2 separate regions of the Mus musculus genome follow, and region 2 is linked to region 1. The links are chromatin contacts, called in public Hi-C maps. All regions are on one chromosome and are shown on one strand. The core of a region is the stretch at or near the end of the contact, and the rest is flanking DNA. Distances in the headings are between cores, read along the strand shown.

The links. Hi-C and Micro-C count contacts between places; a contact is called where the count stands out from the background.
Region 2: a contact with region 1 is called in a Hi-C map of muscle stem cells, with 4 times the contacts expected there. The contact joins two enhancer-like sites. A contact is called at or near these places in 4 of 484 Hi-C or Micro-C datasets (the N1E-115 cell line, bone marrow-derived macrophages, muscle stem cells and 1 more), 4 of 115 datasets of contacts at active chromatin or transcription factors (bone marrow-derived macrophages, embryonic midbrain, embryonic stem cells and 1 more) and 1 of 9 other capture datasets (embryonic stem cells).

The regions. Positions count from the first base shown.
Region 1 is chr17:9,753,994-9,758,280 of GRCm38.p6, forward strand. All of the region lies in intron 3 of 4930452A19Rik (RIKEN cDNA 4930452A19 gene), which reads right to left. Among named protein-coding and RNA genes, the nearest start is that of 4930452A19Rik, 20 kb to the right of the region's middle. Within about 2 kb of position 2,463, at least 33 of the 459 cell types and tissues checked have an H3K27ac peak or open chromatin away from gene starts, as enhancers often do. A contact at or near this core is called in muscle stem cells, where this site is marked.
Region 2 is chr17:10,360,969-10,365,255 of GRCm38.p6, forward strand. No RefSeq gene overlaps it. Among named protein-coding and RNA genes, the nearest start is that of Gm39565, 8.5 kb to the right of the region's middle. Within about 2 kb of position 1,748, at least 8 of the 459 cell types and tissues checked have an H3K27ac peak or open chromatin away from gene starts, as enhancers often do. A contact at or near this core is called in muscle stem cells, where this site is marked.

The DNA of each region.
Region 1 (4,287 bases), core at 1,213-3,712:
GACCCTAAATGATCCTGAGATTTAAAAGTAAGATGTGCCCTTCAGCACTTCCAGGAGAGTACATTTCAGATGCCTTCGGGCGTCTGGAATGGAGGTCTCGCTTCACACTGAGGGAATAAGAATAGAAATTAATCTGATGTCACCTGCTGTATACGAAGCTCAGTGGAAGGTCCATTGCGGTTCTGCCCTCATAGAGACTGACCAATATTTTACAACACTTGAATTCAGAGGGAGAGTTCAAATCCAATTCACAATATCAACTGAGGCTTAATGAAAACCAGGCATGAAGCAAGATCCCTTAATGATAAGACTTAAAAGGAAAGGAAAAGAGTACGGGATGGTCCCTATCCTAGGAGGACAGCTAGATCTGTGCCTAGATGTAAGCTTGAGACTAAGAGAGCTGGGCAATGGTGATGTCCAACTGATAGATGCCTAGGCACTGTGAGGTTTTCAACAGACAAACGTTCAAGCAGACTGCAAATTTCCTTCTATGATGCATAAAGGTAACAGTATTCATAAAACAGAAAAGAGGGAACTAGTTGCTGGGGACTGGGGCCAGGAGCAGACAGTGGGCGTGAAGGTGAACAAGTTCTGAGAACTGATGATCGATCGGTGACATGTCTGTAGTCAGCAGCACAGCACTGTGTGCTTTCAGACATGAAGATGACAGACTGCACATTGAGCATCCACCCGTGATAACAGCAGAGCACGAGGATGTTTGAGGCCATGGAAGTGCTGGGTCTTTTGATTCTGGTGGGGTAGGCAACCTCAGAGCATAAAAATTAAAGCCCAATTTCCTCGAAGTGTATAGATTAAATAAAAGCAGCACAACCTGTATAGTTGTTCCTCTGTGAAGCAGATGGATAAAGAAATAAAATGTTCGTTTGAGATAGGTGTAAAAGAACCATTAACATCAGAATCCTTTTCAGAAGAAAGGCTCACTTCTGGGTTGCTTGTGAAAAACTTACATCAAAAAAAGAATAAAGAGTGTGATAGTTTAAGTAAAAATGGTGCCCATAAATCCATAGGGAGTGGCTATTAGGAGGTGTGTCCTTGTTGGAAGAAGTGTGTCACTAGGGGGCAGGCTTTGAGGTCTAAAATGCTCAAGCCAGGTCTAGTGTCACTTCTACTTCCTGCTGCCTGCCCATCCGGGTATAGAACTCACAGCTCTTTTTCCAACACCATGTCTGCCTGGATGCTGCCATGTTTCCTGCCGTGATGATAATGGACTAAACCCCTGAACTGTAAGCCAGACCCAATTAAATGTTGTCCTTTATAAGAATTGCCTTGGTCATGGTGTCTCTTCACAGCAATAGAAACCCTAAGACAGGGAGAGAGCAGTAAATGGCTCAGTGGCTAAGACACCTGCTGAACAAGGATGATAGATAACCTGAATTCAGGTCCCCCATGTCCATTTTAAAGGCATATATATGATCCTGCAACTCCAGAGGTATGGGAACAGAAACTAGAGGATTGCTGGGGCTTGCGGGCTACCATCCTAGCTCCAGGTTGAGCAAAGGTCTCTGTGTCAGAAGAGTAAGGTGTTGAGTGATGGAACACTACCACCAACATCCTCCTGTGGCCTCTGTATGTGTGATAATACATACACATACCCATACACCATGCATTCATATGTGATACACACATACAAAGGAATAGTGTGATGGTTTGAATATGTTTGCCCCCGGTAGTGGAGCTATTAAGAGGTGTGGCCTTGTTGGAGTGGGTGTGGCCTTGTTGGAGGAAGTGTGTCTGTCACTGTGGGGGTGGGCAATGACACCACGTGGAAGCCAATCTTCTCCTGACTACCTTCCAATCAAGATGCCAGAACTCGCAGCTCCTTCTCCACCACCATGTCTGCCTGGACACTGCCATGCTTTTTGCCTTCCTGATAATGGGCTGAACTTCTAAACCTGTAAGCCAGCCACAACGCTGTCCTTGATCATAGTGTCTCTTCACATAACAATGAAGCCCTAAGACAGACAAGTACTGATGGTATTGGTTAGCATAGTAAACCCACCCATTTCTCCAGCTCCTCTACTCTCCAAAACTATGAACTAATATTGTTCTTCCAGAAGTAAGAACAAGTTTAAAACAAAACAAAAATAATAAAGAATGCCCTAGTTGGATGGTCCTATACCCATGCCCATACAGACAGCACTTGGTGGACTCAGTAAGTATACAAACAAGAAGCATTAAATAGGGAGAGAAAGTGAGGGGAGAGGAAGAGATGAAGGGGAGGAACTGGGGGAAAAGTTACCAAAGCATAGTATATGCATGTAGGAAACTCTCAAAAATTAAAAACTGGAGGAAAAAAAAAAAAAAAAAGACAAATAGAAATTCCAGGCAAAAGTGCTTTCTCCCACAAGAGGGCGCTCCTGGACCCAAGAGCTGAGGGATTGAGTCTGTAGTTCCTGGGATGCTCTGAAACCTAATAAATTACAGACAGCAGACACCCTTTGTGGTTTCCTTGCACTCTGTAGTGACCATGGAATCCAAAGATCAAGGCTCTTATCAAATGTAAGCATTCAGGCTTCTTACTGGCAGCTTTTAAGTACAGCGGAAGCTAGGGTGGTCTACCCATGCTTCTATAGCGAACCTTCAGCTTTCCTGCTGCATGTTCTGTCGGGGACGGACCGTTTTCCCTGTTACTCAAGTCAAGCTGAACTTCCATTTCTTGTCCCAGCCAATCAAGAGTAGCAGTCGCCAGAAATTAAAAATAGCATGTTGCTGTAGGACAAGGTGGTAAATGACACAGAACTTTGGGAAAGTCTGGCTGGGTCTAGCCAGCCTCACCCTCTGCCACTCCCGGGCAGGGAGGAAGCGAGAGGCTCCTAGGAGTATGGCCAGGAAAGGCTGTGGCCAAGCAAGGGCCCAGAAAGGATTTTTCCTTTGAGTCAGGGATGACAGCTGTCCTCGTGAGGGGAGGAGTGGAAAACTGGATCCACTGAGCGGTATCTGCTAAGTCCAAAGAGGCCTGCAGAAGCACGAGGACTGCCAGCTACAGTAGTTCGTGGGACATCAAAGCCGCGATTAGCACAGCTTCCTGGCTGTCGCACTCTGCGTATTTATGGCGCATTGCACATTTAAATGCTATTCTCATAAGGCGTTTCAGCTGTCAAAGCTCCATATTTGAGCGATAAAAGTGACTTAAAGTACCAGGGGTCCTTGGTGCCCAACCTCAGCAGTGTGTCAAAGCCAATCAATGACAACCAAAACCCACCAAATTTGTTTCACCATTTGAAAAGCAACGGCCCCTAAGGCCACCTGTGAGCAGCCTGGTAGACACACAGTACACATGGGGGTCCAGAGAGGGGGATACAGGGGGCAAGCCTGACTGGTCTCTGCACATGTGAGTTTATGCCAGTACCAGGGAGGGGTCTCTGAAGAAGAGGAAAAAGTACTATTCTTGTTCTTCATTTTAAGGTAGGGGTATATGATGTGATGGCAAATTAAGAGACGATGTTAACACCCCCTCTTCTGACACCCAGACAGCATGGATGCCTTCCAACCTGACTTCTGTTTTTGTTGATTCTCCTTCAAAATGGCACACCATGCATGTGTCCTGGGAGAAAATATGGCAGGTTTGGCCAGGAAAACCAATGGCCAGGACAGGCAAAGAAAAGGAACCTGTGATCAGTGTGGTCCCTGAGCTGAAGGACCCTAGGGACAGCATCTGTCCCCTGAGAGCACAGGCTTCCCACAGTTCTTTTCGTGTGTGTGTGTGTGTGTGTGTGTGTGTGTGTGTGTGTTTCCTACCCAATAGCTCACAGCCAGTTTCCTTACTTTTGGTTCATACCATCTATCTCCCTAGATACCCCTTCCGTGGGTTCAGCTCCCCCACATCATTAAAGGCCTGCTTTCCTTACAGGAGTCTCTGAGGGTAGTACCATCCTTCTCTGTAGACACCTGTCTTCCAGGAGCTGGGCTTGAGCCTGAAGCTCATCTCTCACATGGCCACTTGCAGCTTGCCAAGATAGCTGGGGTCAAGATTTAGTCAGCCTTCTACAAATAAAGCATACCCTGACCCAACCATGGAAGCACCCATGAGCTAAGCCTCTGGTTTCCAACAGTTGCATCAGCCATTATCGCACACGCACAAACGCATGCACACACTCAGAGAGAGAGAGAGAGAGAGAGAGAGAGAGAGAGAGCTGGCACTCAGTGGGCAAAGGATTCACTGGCCCTCATTGAGCAAGGGATCTGCATGGCAGCAACACCTTTTCCTAACTTTCCAAACCCAAGTTAACTTCCCTTTGTCAAAATTGTGAAGCATTAATGTGCCCA
Region 2 (4,287 bases), core at 498-2,997, 610 kb after region 1:
TCCACTCACAGGTTGACTCAATAAATAGAAAAGTAATTAGCAGTGTGCTGGGGTAGATGTGTCAGGAAGAATTTCATCAAGGCAGAAGGACCCAGTGAATCGAGAAGCCTGTTGTGTCCAGTGTGGGATGAATCTTTCATGCCGACTTCAGGATGAGCATGTCGCTTCTGCCTGTCTCCAAGAAGAGAAATTTCTGAATCTTTAATTATATTTTCACTTTGATCAAGGAGAAAAGAAAAATCAGAGACTACTTAAAATCGGCCCAAAAATAAAGACTTCTTCTCACTTTGTGGTGCAGTGACGCTGGCCTTGAGTCTTGTGCGTGCTTCCCCCTCCTTTTGGCTGCATGGGTTTTGTTTTATTTTCTTCCTCCATTATTAAATGCCTTCATGCTTGAAATGTGATCTGAATGCTTCCTTGTTATCCCCCCTCCCTCTTCAGAAAAATAAATGGTATTAAGTCATTTATAATGGTAGAAAGAAGTGGGATTTCCAGGAAGGAAATTTACCCTCAGGCTGGAAAAAGAAAACAAACAAACAAACAAACAACAACAACAAAAACCCAAAACCAACCAACCAACAACAACAACAAAAAAACCAGATTAAGGCATTGTGTTTAACTACCTTTTAAAAAATACATTTGAAAGTATTAAATTTCATTTCACGTGTCCAAAACAGTATAATATGATATTAGCATATCAATGAACAATAGAAATAGTGCTTTGACTCATACAAAAAATAAATAAAACAATTCCCTTATGGAGAAAATGGGGATAGGGTGGAGAAGGGGTGTGGGAGGAGGGGACCATGGATTTTACTTTGAGAGAGTTAGAATTCCTCTATCTACAAGAAGGTTTTGCAAAGTGGCCCAGGCTGTAGGGCCTCTTTGGAATTCTTTTGCTAAGTACTTGACCAAGAGCCAGTTCCCCATCTTAAAATGTTACCCGTCTGGACCCAGGAACACTACACCTGCTTCAACCAGGCTGGCGATGCTTCTCAGAAGGAATGCCGGGTGAGGGCGAGGCAAGCTTTCATCAGCTTTCAAGGGTCACCTGAGTGCCCACCTGTGCCCTGGCGCCATAAGAAAGTGGGTTTGTCAAGTGCCAAGGTGTTTTCTACTTGTGGAAAGAACTCTTGCCTTCCATATCTTACATAGTTGGACCTTCGAACTTGGAATATTTTCTTACACCTCACATAGCTCTGCTCCCTGCGGGGAGAGAACCCTAGTCTTTCAAGTGGTTATTATGAATCTTAGTGTATAAATATGCACAAGAGGTCATCACCACTCCAAGATGGTACTCAAAGGTTCAAGTGTCTCTCCATAAAATTTTTCAACTTGTTCAGTGACAGCGAATCAAAGTCTGCAAGTCAGAGCTCCACTTTTGATTGTTACTTCAAGATTTTCAAGAAAAAAAAGATATTTTGGGGAGACTTGATTTATATTCATTCTTTCATTCGCTTGCCCTATAGACTTGCAATGAGGTATTGGCTTGGCTGTGACCACGTTTGGTGCCGAATTTCCCACCTTAGGCATTGTGGCCAGGGCTGTGAAGGTTGAGACGTGAAATTCCTAGATTTTAGATCTGGATCTGACCCAGAGAGGCTGAGTGACCTCTCTTGTGCCAAATTATATCATGTAATCAAAGGTGTAAATCAGGTCTGACCCTCCCCACCAGGCTGTGTCCAGTGAGCCTAGGCCTCTGGAAGGCTTGAGGGCTAGAGTGTGGGATCATCCTGGGGCCATAATCTCATTGGTTACGCTTGACTACATATGACCTCACTATGTTATCAACTACGTATGACCTCACTATGTTAGTATCTTGCGGTCTTGGTGATATTTCTGATCTTTTGGGGCAATAGCTTCACGTTCCCTGTGATACTGGTGTGTGCTTTCCATCTGTGATCACTTAGCATCTCTGTGTGCACACAGGTGCAGGTGTCTGTGCAAGTGAAGGCCAGAGGCTAAGGTTGGGTGTCTCGATCAATCACCCTACACATTGGGGTTTTTTTTTTTTTGTTGTTGTTGTTATTTTTGTTTTGTTTTGTTTTTTGTTTTTTAAAGACAGGGTCTCTCACTGTCTGATTGGCTAGCTTGGCTATCCAGGGAGCCCGAGGGATTCTCCTGTCTAGCCTCCTAGTAGCTGGGATCGAAGGCATACGGCACCATGCTTTGCTCTTTTCACAGTGGCCAAGTTAAATACCAGGTCCTCATACCTGACTAGCAAGAACTTTACTGTCCAAGCCATCTCCTCAGCCCCTCCAGAGTTTCTTTTTATCCAGAACCTTGGACTTGGAATCCGTGCAGGTATTACAGCGAGAGAACTTCCCAGTCAAGGCTTATTAAATGAAGTGTTTATCTCACCCCTCGAGGACATTTGTCCAATACTTCAAATGAAACAGTTTCTCCCCCACTACTGTTCTCCAGAGTTTTCAGCCAACATTTTCTGAGTTCTTGTGGTGAACCAGGCCCAGTCTGGAGGCAGCTCAGAACCAGGATCTACCTCCCTTCTTGTCTCCCAAGGGTCCACTTGTCTCTGTGCTCTGAGGCTCCCACTCAGAATATAATATCCCATGACAGGATGTCTTTCCACGTGCACACCAATATAGCTCTGGTCTCTGTGTGCTGAGTTCCTTTCTCAAGCCACTGACAAGTGAGAGGGACCGCTGTGGGTCCAGGTTGACTTTCTTCTTTATTTGTATTTGAGTCCACTCTCCTCTCCTCATCTCCGTTTGAACTGCATGCCTGGTGGGAGCGAGGTCCTGACTGCGATTCTTTGTGTTCCCTCATTGAACTCCCTTTCTTTCTGCTAACAAAGTTGTTAAAGAAACTGGACCCAAGCTTGGGAAGGGATTTTGACTGCATTTTAGAACATATTCAAACTTAACAGATTTCTCTTCTTAAAAATGTTTAGAACTGGATGCAGTCTTAGAAGTCCAGGGCCCAGTCGCTTTTCTTTATGGATTGCAAGGTACACAGAGGCTGGTAGGTGCACTACGGTGCTAATACAGTCTTCAAATCCTATGCTCTTTCTTGGCTTCAATTTAGTGGGTTAGACTGTCTTCTCCTTCTTGAACATTATCTTTTACTTTAATTAAAAACACACATGTAGAAGAACAACAGCAGTTTATTCTGTCACCCTGATCAAATATGTGTAGAGTGTTGTTTGGCGCCCGAACAAGCCATTTCGGCCCCTGACATGATCCATCTGTGATCACTTAGCGTCTCTGTGTGCACACAGGTGCAGGTGTCTGTGCAAGTGAAGGCCAGAGGCTAAGGTTGGGTGACTCGATCAATCACCCTACACATTGGGGTTTTTTGTTGTTGTTTTTATTTTTGTTTTGTTTTGTTTTTTGTTTTTTAAAGACAGGGTCTCTCACTACTTCTTAAAGTAGGTCTCCCCTACTTCTTATGTCTTCCTGTCGGGTCCTGGTAGCTCACATTGACTAGTTGCCCTCTGAACTCTACAGAATCCAAGTGTTCCTTCCCAGTCACTGGCAGGGCTTGGGCAGGTGGGAACCCCTCTCCTGACAAGGATCACGTTTGACATTTGCTGAGCTCTGTTAGGATGGTTTCCTTCTAAAACTGACCCTACCTTGCTTTTTTTTTCCCCTCCCATACCCATTTACCCACTCCCCCCCCCCACCCCTTTAAATAGATTTGGCCTAAAGACAAGACTTCACCCTCTCTTGTCTCCCATTCCACCTTTATTCTGGGCCCTTGACCTTCCTCATTTTAATTATTTGTTTCTACTTACATGGAGGCTATGTCACCAAATGACCCATTGGGTTGTCTTCCAGCTGTTTTTCCCACAGTTCTCTAACTCTAGGGTTGCCCTCTGGTCTCATGGGGGCATACCTGTGGTCAGGAATCCACTGTTCCCCCAAACAGGGAGAGTGTGGGAGAGATTCCTTGTCCCCACCAGTTGGGAATGAGCCCCAGCTTCCCTGGGACGAATTCCGTCCCCTGTGGCAGTGCAGGGTACATCTAATCCCTGCTAGTATTTTAAGGCTGTGATGCCATCCGTCCCTCGTGCCCCTTCCCCCTCTTCTTATGCACTTGTAAAGGATAAGCATAAATGTGTGCAAGTATGGCCCATGTGTCAGACAAGTAGGCATTTTCTTGCCTCAGCTGGACTATTCTATTTTCACCCAGTGGTTTTGTTTAGCAACACCATCATGTCCCGGGTTGTTGGTCAATCAAACCCTCCACCTATTTGCTCACCTCACACGAGGCGCTGGGAGCCGGCTCTCTATTATTCGCTACTTAAGTCATTTATCTATTTTTGAA